Linked DNA regions of Cricetulus griseus: region 1 is linked to region 2. The links are chromatin contacts, called in public Hi-C maps. All regions are on one chromosome and are shown on one strand. Each heading gives the region's core, a stretch centred on a gene start, on an enhancer-like site or on the middle of the called end of the contact. The rest is flanking DNA. Distances are from core to core; before and after follow the strand shown. Region 1 has its middle 99 kb from the start of Aldh8a1. Region 2 has its middle 260 kb from the start of Aldh8a1.

Region 1 (7,396 bases), core at 2,752-5,251, 160 kb before region 2:
TATATAAAACTGAGTGGTTAATATAAGGAAAAAGTCCTCTGCATTAGGGTAAGTTGCAACTTGGATGTGAGTGAGAGGTGTGAAGTGCCTATTAGTTCTGCAAGGGGTATCTGGAGTGACATCTATGGTAGCATCCTACAGCCCTGGGATCATTTCTGAATCTCTTTCAGTCTCCTGAGAACTGTTTTTGTTTCTAGACCCTGAATTACAAACAACATCTTTTCATAGTTTTGAAGGCCCAGAGGAGAATGACTAGGATCCATTGTCAAAACAGTACTTGAAGACTGAACGAAGAATTCAGAAGGATGCCATTTAGAATCATGTAATTAGCTTTCCAGGTGTGTGACATACACTATCAAGAAGGCTTCTATTGTGGCTTCAGAATGGGAAATTTGGGTTAGCACATGGAATTATATAAAAAAAATTACACACTTCTGCTTGAAGAAGGGAAGCCATTTATAATGGCCCAGCTCTGAGAATCCAGAGTGTGTGAGAGTCCAGTCTTCATGATGTAGCAAGTGCCTGCCACCTGCATGAACAGAGTGAGGTATGCCGCTCTTTGGGGAGATATTGAACAGAGTAGTCTATGGATCCTCCACTGGGAGATGCTCTGATTCTGTTAGCGCACAAGCATCTTCTGTGTGTCTCAGGATTCCCACTTTCATCCTGTGATGGGTTTCTCACAAAATAAAAACACAAATGCATCTAAGGAAGCCACTAGCAAAGGTCAGAGATTCTAGATTTATAGCTATGAGATAGAATGGTTAGTTTTTCAATTTCCATATGCATAAATGCAGGGCTAGGAGGACATATCTCATGGGGTAAGAATTAATATAAAGATGTTGGAGCAAGGGCCAGCACATGTAAGTTACCTATGTTGGCTAGCCGCTGTCACCATTATCCCAGCACTTTATTGATGAATATATTGAAGGCTGGATCTTGGCTTAATTTAAGCAATCACACATTGAGATGGAGTTCTGATTAATGAGAGTCTACTGGGAAGGCCGGTCCAAGTCAATTCTCAACCTTTTGTGACAGGATACAGAACATCTAACTGGAGACTTTTTAGACCAATGGATGATAGTGATTTTGTTTTTTTGCTTAAACACCAAAACAATGATACTCTTGTTCAACTCCTTGCTTTTTCAATAAGCCATAAATAATTTAGTTAACATTTCTTGGTTTTTATCTATGGTATATAGTTTTTACAAATAATCCATTCAGGATAAACTATTAATTATTAGTCTAGTAAGAAAACAGAAAATAGTTCAGGAAATCAGTCTGAATGATTTTTCTAAATTCTGAATTGAAAAAAAATAGTGCCTCATTTTAAAGGTAAATGACTTGGAATATACTTTTATTAGAATCAGATATACTGCGACACAAAGGATCCAGGAGTTGGAGAAAGGGATACTTGGATCAAGGGACAATAATAGCATGTGTAGTAGGTTATTAACTCTGTTCACTTGCTCACTCCCTCAGTAATGTTTAACAAGGCTTTATTGATTACAATAGCCTTGATTTGTAAATGTGAACAGAAGATCACATTGTGGGCACCAGGCCAGTTCTTGCACACAAAGTCTGCAAGCCAAACATTCATTAATAATTGATTTTAAGGGAATTATACAAGCCCTCGTGGGCCTGTCTTTTGCCAGCATATTTCATTATAATGCATAGCTTGATTTATGAATAACCGTAGGGTATTAATTCCTGAAGGCACCGTGGACTGGAAACTGGAGGATCTAATCAGGGGCAGAGCCAGGTTTTCTGTCTCCTATTGCAAAGCCTTTGATGTGAGATGTATGTGCACTCTTTCATCAATAGCATCTTGAACACTGGCTGTAGATATAAAGAATGTGACAGCTCAATAATTTACAACATTTCTCCAAGAAGCTTACCATAGAAGATCCCAGACACTCTGGGCTTCATCTTCTGAGCTTTCTTGGGAGGCTGAGTCTCTGTGTTAGAGCTTATGAGGATTGGGATTCAGAAATTGTTTGTTCAGTGAGACACAGTCCCTGGCAATGACAATGACCTTAAGTGGCCTGTTTCATAGTTTGGAATGCTATCCAACACTCCATAATATATTCATGTGGAAATTATAGATTTTGCTCCTCACTGCACCCAGAAAGTGAAATACAATTTGCACACCCTATCTTCTTCTCTAACCACTTGTCTGCTCATACATGAAGGTTACAGATCTGTACCAGCACCACCTGAGTCCCTTGGTATGCTCTTTCCTCTAGCATCCATTTGGCATCTCTGATACCTAACTTCTTCTCTTGAATGTCTATAGATTATGTTTCTATCATGCCTGTTATAATGGCTGTTTCACACGGACTACCTGTTTGATGTTCATTTTGGTCCTGTCCATTCTCAGCTCCATGACTTGTGGCCAGCATTGAAGTACTCCTGGTTCTACCTGACTGGTGTCTGAAGGTCTATAGGTTCTTGTTTGTCTAGGAGAGGAGTGCCGACACTTAGTCCTTGACCTGAGTCTATCACTTAAGCCCATGGCTGTGGTTGTGTTGCCCCTAGGCTGCTGTGATATTTTTGTATCCACTTGGAACCATGGCTAGATTCACATAGCTGCCTGCTCTAGACCAAAGGAACATGAGGGATTTGGTATCTATCTGATTCTGGCTGGAGATGAGAATTGGACTCATGCTACCCATGGCTTACTAGTATCTAGAAATACAAACTTTTGCTTTAACCTGGCAAGAGTCAGTGGACAACTTCAACATCAGGTTCTGGGACTGGTAAGGGTGGTAGAGAAGAGATGCACTGCCAATGTGCATAGCTTTAAGTAGAAACACAACAATGGGGCTCCACAATATAGATGGTCTTCATCAGGTTCCAGCTCCTAGACCCAATGAATACCTGTGTTCTCCTCTCTCTTATGTTTGGACCTTTAAATGTGAATGGTCATCACCTTCTTAGGAACGCCTTCCATAGAGTTAATGAACTTGGCTTGTGCAAGTTTTCTTAGCTATGTCAGGGGATGGCAAACATTTTATTAAAAATCTAGATAATAAATATGCTAAGTTTATGACCCATGCATTTTTTCTGGAAGTTACTTGGCTCTGATATTTGGAGAGTCAAAGTCTCAGAACATGAAAATGAGCCATGCCTGTGTTCCCATATATCTTATTTATAAATCAAGTCCACGAGCTATACTACATAGATACTAGAGATGTAACAATACTCCTTTAGGTTGCTCTTGAGGAATATCATTGTTAGGTTTAGTAGAGTTATGGAAACATAGTTGAGAGAATTAAGTAGGGGAAAAAATCTTGGCTACTTTAGATTGGCATTCCTACCCAGGTCAAAGACCTCCAACTCTTTCTAAGCCGTATCTCTTCATTTTTGTGTGGGAAGTACATTGGTTCTCTGCTCCCCCATTTAAAACTCAGTCTCCGTTTAAGCACTACTTCCTCTTTGAGACTCATATTGCTTTAGACCCAAGAGAGATTGGCTCTTTTTTTTTTTAATTACATATTACCTTTATATTCCATGAGAGTGGGTTGTAATCACAGCACTGTATCTGGCTTATTGAAAGTGTCCATTTATGGCCTAACATTTCATAGTTATCATGAACTTATTCCTCTTGGATTCTTCTCTCAAAATATGGCTCCAGTGAATGTACAATTCTCCTTGGTCGAGGTACTCTAGTGAATGAGCACTTCTTTTTGGTTGTGGCATTTAGTTTATTAAAGCTACCTTACAGACCTGATGTCTCTGCCTTGTAATAATACAGGGACCCAGAGCCACCACTTTCAATGGATTCTGAATTTCAGTCCAGTGAGTCCTATGTTCTGTTTTGAGTGTGTAGAGTTTTAATTTTTCATGTCAAGCAGTTTAAACCATAGAGCAGACACTCAGGCAAGCATGATGACAGAGTGCTTTTGGAGTCTTCGTCACTGGCTCTATTTACAACTGACAGAGGTGATCCAGCGGCTACAGAAATGTTTATACAATCCAGGATTCTTCAAGCTGCACGGTCTCTGGAGACAGTTCTGAGAAGGGCAGAGTGCCAGTAAGGCTTGATGTAGGAAAGTAGGAAGTTGGAGACATCTGTCAGGCCTCAGGGCTTTTCCACATCCTAAGGTCAGCCCAGGCAACCACATTTCTAGGAGAATTTACAAGTGACACATTCTAGTGTGCCAGTTGACTCCAGCTAGGCAAAGGAGAACCTGTGCTAATCTTATTATACTTTGTGGTCTGGCAGCTTCAGAGTCGTGACAGCCCATCTTGTACCCTACCCCATTTGATGAATGGAATGCTACAGCACTAATAACATCAGCCAATGCACTATGGTATCATAGGAGTTTAGCTTTCAGCTCTATGAGAAGTGTCTGGTGTTCATTTGGAGAAAAAAAAATATGTCATCCCAGACACACACACACACACACACACACACACACACACACACACACACTTTGCATTATGTATTGGCAAGTCGCCGGAGATGGAATAGAGCTTTTCGAGACCTGACACTTGAATGGGTATATCTAAGGAGAGGAACAATAGCAGGAGTGACAGGGCTGTCTTTTTTTGTCAAGATTTCAGCAAGCAAATATTCTAATTGTATGAGCACTGCAGAAATAGAAAGTGATGACCATGTTCATGAATGAAGTTCTTAGAAAGAAATAGTGGTTTCTGGATCATCAAGTTAGAATTGGTTGCCATGTTTGTCTTATTAAACACATTTTAATTATTTTTATGTTAGCATACACAATACTGGGCTTCATGGTGACATTTTAGTCGTAGTGTAGTTGTACCTCGCTCCTATTTTTATTATCCTTTGATGATGCCCACTGCTATCTTTTCCTCTAACACTAGTGGGGCTAATAACTTTACAAAGTCAATAGAATCAGAAGTTACCGGAAGCTCGTGCACAGCCATGCTCTTCTGATGTTTTAAGAAACCCGTCTTTCTCAGTCCACAATGACTTTCTTTCCCTTACTTTTTGGAAATCACATCTCATGGAAGTGTTTGCATTTCTTACCTGAATGTTTTAAGTAGAGCATGATTTTGCTGGGGAAGGAGAGGAATACTGTATGGAGATGATATGATAACTAAGGACAATGTGAATAGGCAAGTGTATTTTAAGCAGATAAACAGGGCCAAAACTGAAGGGCAACAAGGAAGTTTCTGGCTTGAAATGACTTTATGCTTCTAAAAATATTTTGTGTTGTACCTATCTTTCTATTTCAACAAAATGGACCCAACATATCTAAATTCTTGTCCCAATATTGACAGACGGCTCATTTTCAGGGCTTCTGTTTTGCTGGCTATTAAATGAAGGGTCCATTTTTTGTGGAGGAAATGGTTTCAAATGGCCAGGACGAATAAAGCACTGTGTTTTCCAGAGACCTGCATGGAGTCTTTTGGCTGTGCTACATAATTTGGTGGAATCTAATTGTACATTAAGGCCAAGTTCTTCCGAACGGCATTTAAGCATCCTCCTACTGTGGTTTGAAATTGCCTTTCTATCTCATTTCCCCTCTGGCTTCTTCCTGGACTCTTGATTCTTTCTCAGTGTTGCAAAAATGCCTTCTCTTGGGGAGATATAAACAATGCCCTCCCTCCACCCCCACTGAAAGGTCCAAAAGACAAACTGAAGCATGAGTCCACCAAAATTGACTCTGGGCTGACCTGTGAATTTACTAGGCTTCCTGACAAAGCAGTGGAGTTTGCAGACCAAAGCATGCATGGCTTTAAAGTCACCACACTGGAAGGACTTTGCCCAACATAAATGACAACGCCCTAGCTGTGTAGTTAGGACACCTCTCCCCCAGTCCTTCCCAGTTTATAAACTAGCTCTTTCCTGAGGGGATGTGAAGTTAGGGCAGAATGGCATACACCTGATTAGGAGGCGTAGCTGGATATTCACAGGATGGTCCTGTGACCCTCCCTAACAATCTTCCTACGAGGGAAGGTCAAGAGTCGATAAGCCCAGCTGTGGTGATGCCCTGCAAGTCAGCACAGGTGTCTCATAAAGATGGTGGCAGATAGGCTCTGAGGGTGGTCCTATATAATAGTTTGCAGTGAACTCTCTTGACCTTGGGCTTTCTGTTCCCATCACCCTGGGATGCTGCACACACTTAAAAGCAAAACCAAAAAAAAAAAAAAGGCAATCTTTGTTAGCTTTAGAGAATGGATTTCCCACTGTCCTTTGTGCTTACCAATAGCAGGGCCTTTTGCAAGCAGGGCCATCTCTTTATTCCATATTTTGTTTTCCTGTCTCCAAAGTTGGGGTCCTTATGTGGAAACAGGTCTAGCCTCTCAAATATAGTGAGACTGGCAAATGTTTGAGAACAAGAAAGATTGCCCAAAGAGGAGACACTCAAGTTAACTTTTGAAGGTTGAGAGGTCCTTCGTTTTTGGTTTTCACTTTTTAATGGGTGCATCGACCCAGGATGATGGGAAACAGAAAGCCCAGAGTCAAGAGAGTTCACTGAAAGAGTATTATATAGGACCATCCTCAGAGCCAATCTGACACCATCTAAGATGCAACTTCGTGATTGTTCACAGTGTTGTCCTGGGCAATGCCTGAACTAATTTCAAAGGCTGGTCCTTACTCAGGGATAGGAAGGAATGTGCAAGCAGTCTCTCCTGACCCAGCAACTGAATGACGACAGAATCTAGACCCTGTGCACAAAACAGAATAGCCTAGATTTGACCACTGTTTGGTAAAATGCTTGAAGTCACACTTAAAAGTGATATTTTGCTGAAAGTGTTAAGCAAGACGTGCAGAGGTCAATAGCTGGAATGGATATGGCCCTTGAGGCAGATGTTTGCTGTGTCAAGGCTGAAAAGTGTGGCATAAGAAGAGTCTGAAAAATGTGTTAGGCAAGACGGCTGTTCAGTGGCATCCGGCTTTTAGATTCTTGAGCTTTGGAAAGCCGGGGAAGAGAACAACATGCTGAAATATATATTGTCTTGGGAAATTAGGGCACAGAAAAGAAACAGTGCAGTTGCATCACAACATGGCGAGGGAACTGATAAACCGCCACTAGGTGGCACTGTTTCTTCATCTGTGAACATTGCTTGTCATCCCCAGCCTGCAGCAGGGGTCAGTGCTGTCTAGGTCATGGCCTTGGGATCCTGGCTGGAGCAGGCTAGGATGGAAGACACTTTAGTTTCATTTGGCTTCCTTCTTTGTAAAACCAAGAATCCTGGTACTGGGGATTGTGAAAAACTTCTCCAATTACTATTTTTTTTTGGTAACTTTAAAGTGAGAAGTTTTTTTTTTTCTTCATAACTTTAAAATGACCCATGTTCTGCCTTTTGATGTAAGCAGACACTGGCTACTCTTTCTTCAATCAAATCTCAGCTAGATAATGGGACAGAAAACACATGGGGCAAGGATCAATTGAACAATGGCACACCT
Region 2 (7,767 bases), core at 2,910-5,409:
CGAGTCTAATGCCAGCCTGGACAACGTAATAAGTCCCTGTGTGGAGACAACAAGAGCTGGAGATGCAGCTCACTGGTAGGACACCTAAGTTCTGGCTCTTGAGACTTATACCCAAAGTCCAGTATTAATGCCTAGCAGATATATCTTGGCATGACAATTCTTATATTTTAATGTGGCTAGGTTTTTCCTCCTCAGATTATTGGCTCTTTGTAAGTCTAATGTTCTCATTCTTGCTAATCAATAAGAACTCTAACGATAAAGTGACAAATAATATCACAATGAGGTACTTTTAGTGACATGTTTTTAGTCCTGACCCACCATAATACTTTCTTCAAATTCCCCAACTTTGTTAAATTAGTGAGCCAGTGCCTGGACATCATGAAAAGATACACTGTGTAAATAGTAATACCCCATCTTTATCCCATTTTATACATCCAAAATGATATTATTAAGCAAGTAGTCTCCCATGCCTATTTCCATGTTTATACAAGTCTGTTCAAACATCTCTGTGTGTGTGTGTGTGTGTGTGTACACATGAGCACACGCATGTATGAGTGCATGTACACACACACACACACACACACACACACACACACACACACACCTGCCCAGAGAATATTATCCTTTATTTTTTAAAGAAATAATAACATTAACTTCTGTAGAGAATACTCTGTAGCCTTGTTGGTTTTTCTTTTATTTTTATTTAACTATATATGAAGATACCTTCCTGAATCAGTATAAGCCTACTCATTCTTTCCACTGGTCACATAAGTATATCATAACTGACCCAGTCATCCCCATATCAGTAGATAGTCCAGTCCCCACTAACTTTAGCTTCCCATTTATCTATGTGTAGCCTGGTTGCTTAGGTATCCTTTTGTACTTCTACAACTAGAGATGGGTCATGTCCAAATTAACATCATCTGCCACCTGAGCCCATTCCTTCAAAAGTCTAGGGAATTGTTTCTATAATTCAAAATTAATATATCCCATCATTCCCTCATATCCCATTATTAAGGCTAGAGTATGTCTTTTCTGAGTACTGCTGCCTCTAGGATAATGCTTGGTCTACTGAGAATATGTAATTTTTACTTGGTAACAGAATTCGTAATTTGACCAGGTAACTCAAAAGACTCTTAAGTATTTTGTGATGGTTCCAAATACACACTTTGTCATGTACAGTTTCTACCCTCGATTTACTGCAACAAGAAAAGTCAAGGCTGTCCTGTTTACTTCACCTTTTTGAAGTTGTTAATCTGTCATAGTGTAAGCTCCATAAGGCTGGAGTTGAGTGAGGCAAAGTGTGCCTCCATAGATACCAGCTGGATTAGTAAAATTGGACTTTTAAATTTCATGCTTTACTTCTCTCCAGTCAGAAGAGAGTTAGGTTCTAACTTATACTGTAGTTTTCCTTTTCCAAATTACATCAGGTGACTTGGACAGTGTTTGACTCCAGGGCCTAATTAACTCCCAGAAGTCTACCTCTGGGAACTGACAGCGATGAGCCAACAGCAGAGACTCAGACTCACACACAAGCTAGGAATAGAACTTCCAGGACAACCTAGACAGGGAATATCACCTAAAGCCAAAGCTCTCAAAGTGCTCTATATCAAGATTTCAAAAATCCATGCCTTGGTTGGCTAAACACATCACAATACAGTAGAAGCTACTCAGCCATAAGAACTGATGATGAAGAGAAACATTGGAGAATGAGTTGACCTGGGGGGCAAGACAGGCTGTGAATCCACAAAGAATGTCAACTTGTATATGCACACACACACACACATACACACACACACACACACACACACACACACACACATATATATACATATACATACATATACATACATATATATATATATATATATATATATATATATAGTAGTGTTTCTAGAGGAATTGACTACATCTGTGGGCATTTTTATTTTAATTAGCTAATTCATTCATTCATCTATTTTGGCATTGACCTATAATGCTTAACAGCCACTCCACCACTGAGCAGCTTCCTCAGCCACTTGATCATGAACAGTACACTTTATATTCTTTTTGCTTCTTATTTTTCTATCTGATATATTTGGGGTGGGGTGGGGCAAAGCACAGCAGCTCAGCAGGTAGGAGTACCTGACACACAAGCCTACAAGCCAGGTGACCAAGTTCAATCTCTGAGACCCACAGTGGACAGAGAACTGACTCCTAAAAGTTGTCCTATATTCTATACACACAGACACAAACACACACACACACACACACACACACACACACACACACACACATGCACACATATATACACACACATATACACATATACACACTTGCACACACATACATACATGTGAACACACACAGAGGGAGGGAGAGAGAAAGAGGGAAGGAGAGAGAGAGAGAGAGAGAGAGAGAGAGAGAGAGAGAGAGAGAGAGAGAGATTATAAATTTCTGGGACTAACCATAGCAGTTAATGAAAACATTTTTTTTATAATTTTACAATATTCCACTTAAAACATTTTTTTGGAAAAAGAAGATAATACATGTTCCCCAAACCAGAGCAATAGCAAGCAAAGCCTCTCATTCCAAACTAATTGGGAAAATAAGTCCCCTACCATCCCTGTTTGTTAAAGAGTTGATAATTGTGATTACCTGACTGTTAAGTGGACAAGTTCTATTTCTGACCATTGTAAAGAAGTCTGTCTCGTGAAATGGACAGGTTTTATGGAGAAGACTCTTCCTTTGCTTGGTTATCTCTGGTTGGAGCAGAGCAGCTGTGGATTGTGTAAAGTTTGATTAGAGACAGACAACGTTCCCTGAAAGCATAGATCCTTTAACCAGGGTAAGCAAACCTTCCTCTTCTAAATGCCTTTCCTAGGACCCCAGACTTTCATTTGTCAGACTGCCTCTTGCTCCATAGCACCCACTGTTTGCAAATGTGACTAAACCATCACTCTTCAAGCTCCTGATCATCATAACCCCAGAAAGATTACATTCTGGAAAATTCTGTATGTTGTAAAGTATCAGACAGGCCCCAAAAGGTGACACTCACTGGGAAATAACAAGAATGGAGCAAGTAAGTAACTGTGGGCATTTGTAGCTCGTGCTTAAGTACCATGTGCTATTAGTTGCTTGAGGGAAACCCATGACCTTCATATGATTTTGGCACATGGTTAAAGTCTAGTCTTGGCACATAAAATTTCCCCAACCAGTATGTGTTAGATGAATAAATTTGCAGTATAGATATCCTGTTACAGGATCCCACTGCAAATACATACTCCTTGTCAGTCTCCTCTGGCCTACTTATTTCATACAGATTAGCGGCATGAAATCAAGCCATCATCGCTTCAGGCAATTATGATGAAGTTCTAAAGATAGGTCTCATTTCTTATCTCTTGAAAGATGCCTAGGAATCTTTAATCTCTTAAATTCTTATTTCCTTAATTCTTTTAATAGATTAAAAACAAACCCCAAAGTCAACATGAAACACACATAGAGAAACTTGCAGTTAAACAATCTGCTAACCGCATAATTCTTGTAAAAAAGGTGCACACACGGGGATGGGGGCAGAGAGAAAGCCATTAACCGGCATCTAGACAAGAACAGCAAAACTCTGGAGTGCAATAACCTGCCATTTTATTGGGAGGGTTTTATGATGTCTGTGCTCCCGAAAATAATCCTCTTTGGCCTCCTTCTCTTCCTTCTCAGTATTTTAAGTGAGTAAAGCAGTGCCCAGAGAAGGAGCTAAAAGGGGAGAAGTAGAAGAAATCTGACTGTTATTAAACACCTATTGTGTGCCAGGCATTTTCTGCCAAGTAGATATTAACCCCACTTTGTGAATCAGGTGATGTAGTCAGCAAGAGTAAGGGGCTCCATGAATTGGTAAGCCAATGGATGCCTGTGCTTGGTCAGCACCCAGGCCATTCTGTCTTAAAAGTCTGAAGGTCTGTGCTGAGTCTGTCAGTAGTGCAGAAATAGAAACAGTCTGGACAGTTTTCTCCTCGGAAGACTTGGTGACTTGGAAGGCAAAGTTAATCATCACTTAACCCATGGAACAGTCTTTCTCTGGCCTCCACCTACTTGGCTGTGGCCTCTGGTTTTTGAGCAAGTGAACCCTGGAGCTTAAGCAATACAAGGGCTGTGCTGTCTGAGGCTGGCCCAGCTGACTCAACCCATGTCTGGGTCAGTGTCCTTATTTAATTCTTCCTCTTCTTAGTTTCAGGTCCCAACTCCACTGTCTGTGTCCTTTGCACGAAGGACAGATGGCCTTCCACGCTTGCACAGTCCACAGCATTTATAGCAAGTCAGCGAGTGGTGTACAGCACATTTTTTTATTGCTTCAGAGGTCTGTGGGAACTTGAATTCTGTACATGAAGGTGCAAGGTCTTTCTGGCAAGAGCTGGAAAAGCTCCCGACATTTCCTTTAGCCTGCTTTCCTTTTTACTTGTGTTCCTTACCAGTGTTCCAGATTTAAATAGCATGTTTGTTTTTCATTTAAGCTGCACAATAGTTAACATTGTTCCTATTGTATAAAATTAATTTTAATGAGGTGATGATGTCAGTAGTACATTAGAACTATTCATTTATGGCTTTCCTTTTGCAAATGTTTTAGCCACTTTAACTTATCTATGTGTTCTGGGAGCCCAAAAGGTGCCATTGATAGATTCATTTCGTATCTATAAAAACTGTCTGTCTTTTTTTGTTTTTTCTTTTTTTTTTTTTTCAAAACTCGGGTCTCAGTATGTAGCCCCGGCTGTCCTGGAATTCATTATGTGAGTTCAGGCTGGTCCTGAACTCACAGAAATCCACCTGTCTCTGCTTCCCAAGTGCTAAGATTTAAAGGTGGGCCACTGTGCCACTATGCTTGCCAAAATCAATCTTTTCAATCTTCATTTTCAGGTATCACAGAAAATGGCAATGAAAGCTATGGAGTGATTGGCCCATTTACTGTCATCTTCCTAACCTTCATCCAGATCAACTGTCTGCCTTGGAACCTGTCCTTTCAGGTGAATAGAGCTGAGACTGATATTTTCCTATCATATCCATAGTCAGCTGTATACAAAATTGATATTGTATAACACATGCTATTATGTCTCTTAATAAAATCAGGTACTTTTCTCATTAATAAATGCTTTCCTGAAGCATAATTTTTGTACATTATATACCATTCCTTTCTGAGATGTAGCATGTCTTATTTAGTATTCCCCCTGTAGTTGGAAGTTCAAATTGTTTGCAGTTTGTCCGTACTATAAAAAAAGTGTTAAATGTACCTCCATGCATGAATTTTTAGATGGAGTCACTCTGGTTATAAATTTCTATGACTAAAAGGTTATAGAGTAAAATTTCTGAATATTTTAAGGGATTTTGGTACATTTTGGAAAAGTGTGGTTGTGTTTGCTTTCTACAACCATTCATTCCTGTCCCTCCTGGCTTGTTGTGTGTGGTTGGGACTAGCCTTCCATCCCAGCTCATGATTTGTCCTTCATCAGGAGCAAGGAACACGCTGTGTCCATCTTCACTCTGCTCATCAGCCCCTGCATCAGCCTCACACTCAGCTTGACTGGAGTTGTGATGAAAACATGGCTTATACTGAGCATGCTGAATATCTGTCTGTACTGGAAGTCAGATGATTGCAGATGTGTCAAATCAACCAGGGACAGCTGTTCATTAAACTTAACACCATGCTAGGGAGATGCTTCATAGATAAGGTTTCACATATGATAATTTTCTCTCTTGTATGTAGAGTTAATGTCATGCTTATCTCATGCAAAACTGATGAAATAAGGCATATATGGAGATAGATTTTTTATGTATTCATTGGAAATAGTTTTGAACTTGTTTGTATATTTAAAATGAACAAGTACATTGACCTTATATTTCATCTACCACTTGGGATGCCTGTACATTTAAATATAACACCAATTTGTTTCTTTATTCTAGATTTTTGTGTCTTCTTTATTTCTTGCCCAGGTCAAGATATTCAGATGTTATCTGTGCTGATAATATAGAAGCAAGTGTTGCAGATATCAGATTGTTATAATAACAGGACTCTGACATTGCACTAAGAAAACACGTCATTCCATTTGTTGTATACACAATGTCCTGAACAGTTATTATGAGTAATTAATTTTTCCTTGCTGACATAGGAAATTTTATTGGCTCTTTGAAAACTAGTTTCAACTAGCTTGTAGACTGACCACACAGAACAAGGCAAGTGGAAATAAAAAGTCAAGTCACTAATCCTTAAAGGTCAGTTTTTGTTTGTTTGTTTGTTTGTTTGTTTAAAGTCATCTCAGTGTAGTTAAATCATTGCCTCGCTTCCTGAAGAGGTAACATTACTGTATATGAGAATTTTATTCACATAAACATTCAATTTTATCATTCTATATTTGCTACTGCCTGCTCATGCATTGCAATGATTGCTACTAGTAATCCTTTGTGGAGCTTTGTATTATAGGCCTAGCTGGGAACTTGCTCACTTTCAGAGCTACTCACTGTGATATAGTGGTTGGAGTCCAACTGTAAGCTCGTATATGCCTCGGTTCAGAGCACTGAAGCCTGCAATAGCATTTGCAGTGTGCAAACTGAATTGAAGTTTCATGATGGTAAGTACTTCAATTTTTCAATTATTTCCCCACTCTACATTTGTGATTTAGTCTCACAATAGTTTGTAGGACTCGTGACAGTCCTACAAACCTTTGCACATTAGTCTAGAGAGGCTATGTCTTTTATTCCAGATCACATGGCTATAGCTCAAGTGGAGATGTTTGAGCTCACTTTTATTTTGTTTTATTTGTACCTTAGACCTATATCCTTATGATAGATCTATATCCTTTCCTCTGAAAGATACTCCTGTCTTTTCATGCATCTGTTTATTCTGTTGTTAGACAGGCCCAATGAAAGAAGCCTCAGGGAAAGGAAGGAATGGTGAAGTTAGCCAATTCAGGGCTTCTGGAATTATCCTTGCTGAGAATTATCAACCTTTGTCAGTACAACTTACTCCCCACCTCTCCACCCACCCTTGAAGAAGTAAAGCCTACAGACATGCAAACATTCTCTTCATTCCACATGGTTTTTTGTTTTAGCTACTCCTGAGATAGAATGAATAGAAAAATTGAGAGGAAATGCAGAGATTAAAGGTAGCATTTCCTCTGGATTTTAATCATCACTTGTGTGATCCTTACCAGTGTGACACAGATAATGGTAACAAGGACCCTGGAGGAAACTGATCTGCTTTTAAGTCCAGACACCCTAAAACTCAGCTGGGGGAAGAGAGTGATGTTGGGGACAATGATGTGGCCCGAGAGGCTGAACAGAAGACTTGCTTACTTAAGCTACTGATGTGCCTTGAAATTCTGAGCAAATGGCTCATTTTTATATGCTTTTAAATTGTTTGCTTAAGAATGTCAAAGACAATAAGTTAAATATTTAATTTTAGTCATAAAGTCTTTGTGGCTACTTGTTTTCAGCAAAGGATGTTTCAGATAAATAATGTTTCCCAGAGAAGGTGTATGGGTTGTGGCATCTACCTTTCAAATTTCCCCAAGATAATAATGCTCATTGCATGTAATCCCCCTTTGAGGTCATTACTATTATAGTACCTGATTTTCAGATGAAGAAATCGAGGCTCAACTTGTTCGCTAACAGTGAAATAATAAAGTCAGGACTCAGATCTCTGGGGATTGCAGCCAACATCCAGCTACTTAAATGCCAACTGTTCAACACAGCCACAGCGAGTGCTAAGCAAGTGGCTAGGAAGTCCATTGTTCACTGAACAAGGTC

Evidence for each region. Hi-C and Micro-C count contacts between places; a contact is called where the count stands out from the background.
Region 1: a Hi-C map of liver shows a contact between it and region 2, with 2.8 times the contacts expected there. The contact joins two enhancer-like sites. A contact is called at or near these places in 3 of 8 Hi-C or Micro-C datasets (the CHO-K1 cell line, fibroblasts and liver).

Annotation. Positions count from the first base shown.
Region 1 is chr2:268,366,411-268,373,806 of CriGri-PICRH-1.0, reverse strand. No RefSeq gene overlaps it. Among named protein-coding and RNA genes, the nearest start is that of Aldh8a1, 99 kb to the left of the region's middle. Within about 2 kb of position 4,001, at least 1 of the 6 cell types and tissues checked has open chromatin away from gene starts, as enhancers often do.
Region 2 is chr2:268,209,538-268,217,304 of CriGri-PICRH-1.0, reverse strand. No RefSeq gene overlaps it. Among named protein-coding and RNA genes, the nearest start is that of Aldh8a1, 260 kb to the left of the region's middle. Within about 2 kb of position 4,159, at least 1 of the 6 cell types and tissues checked has open chromatin away from gene starts, as enhancers often do.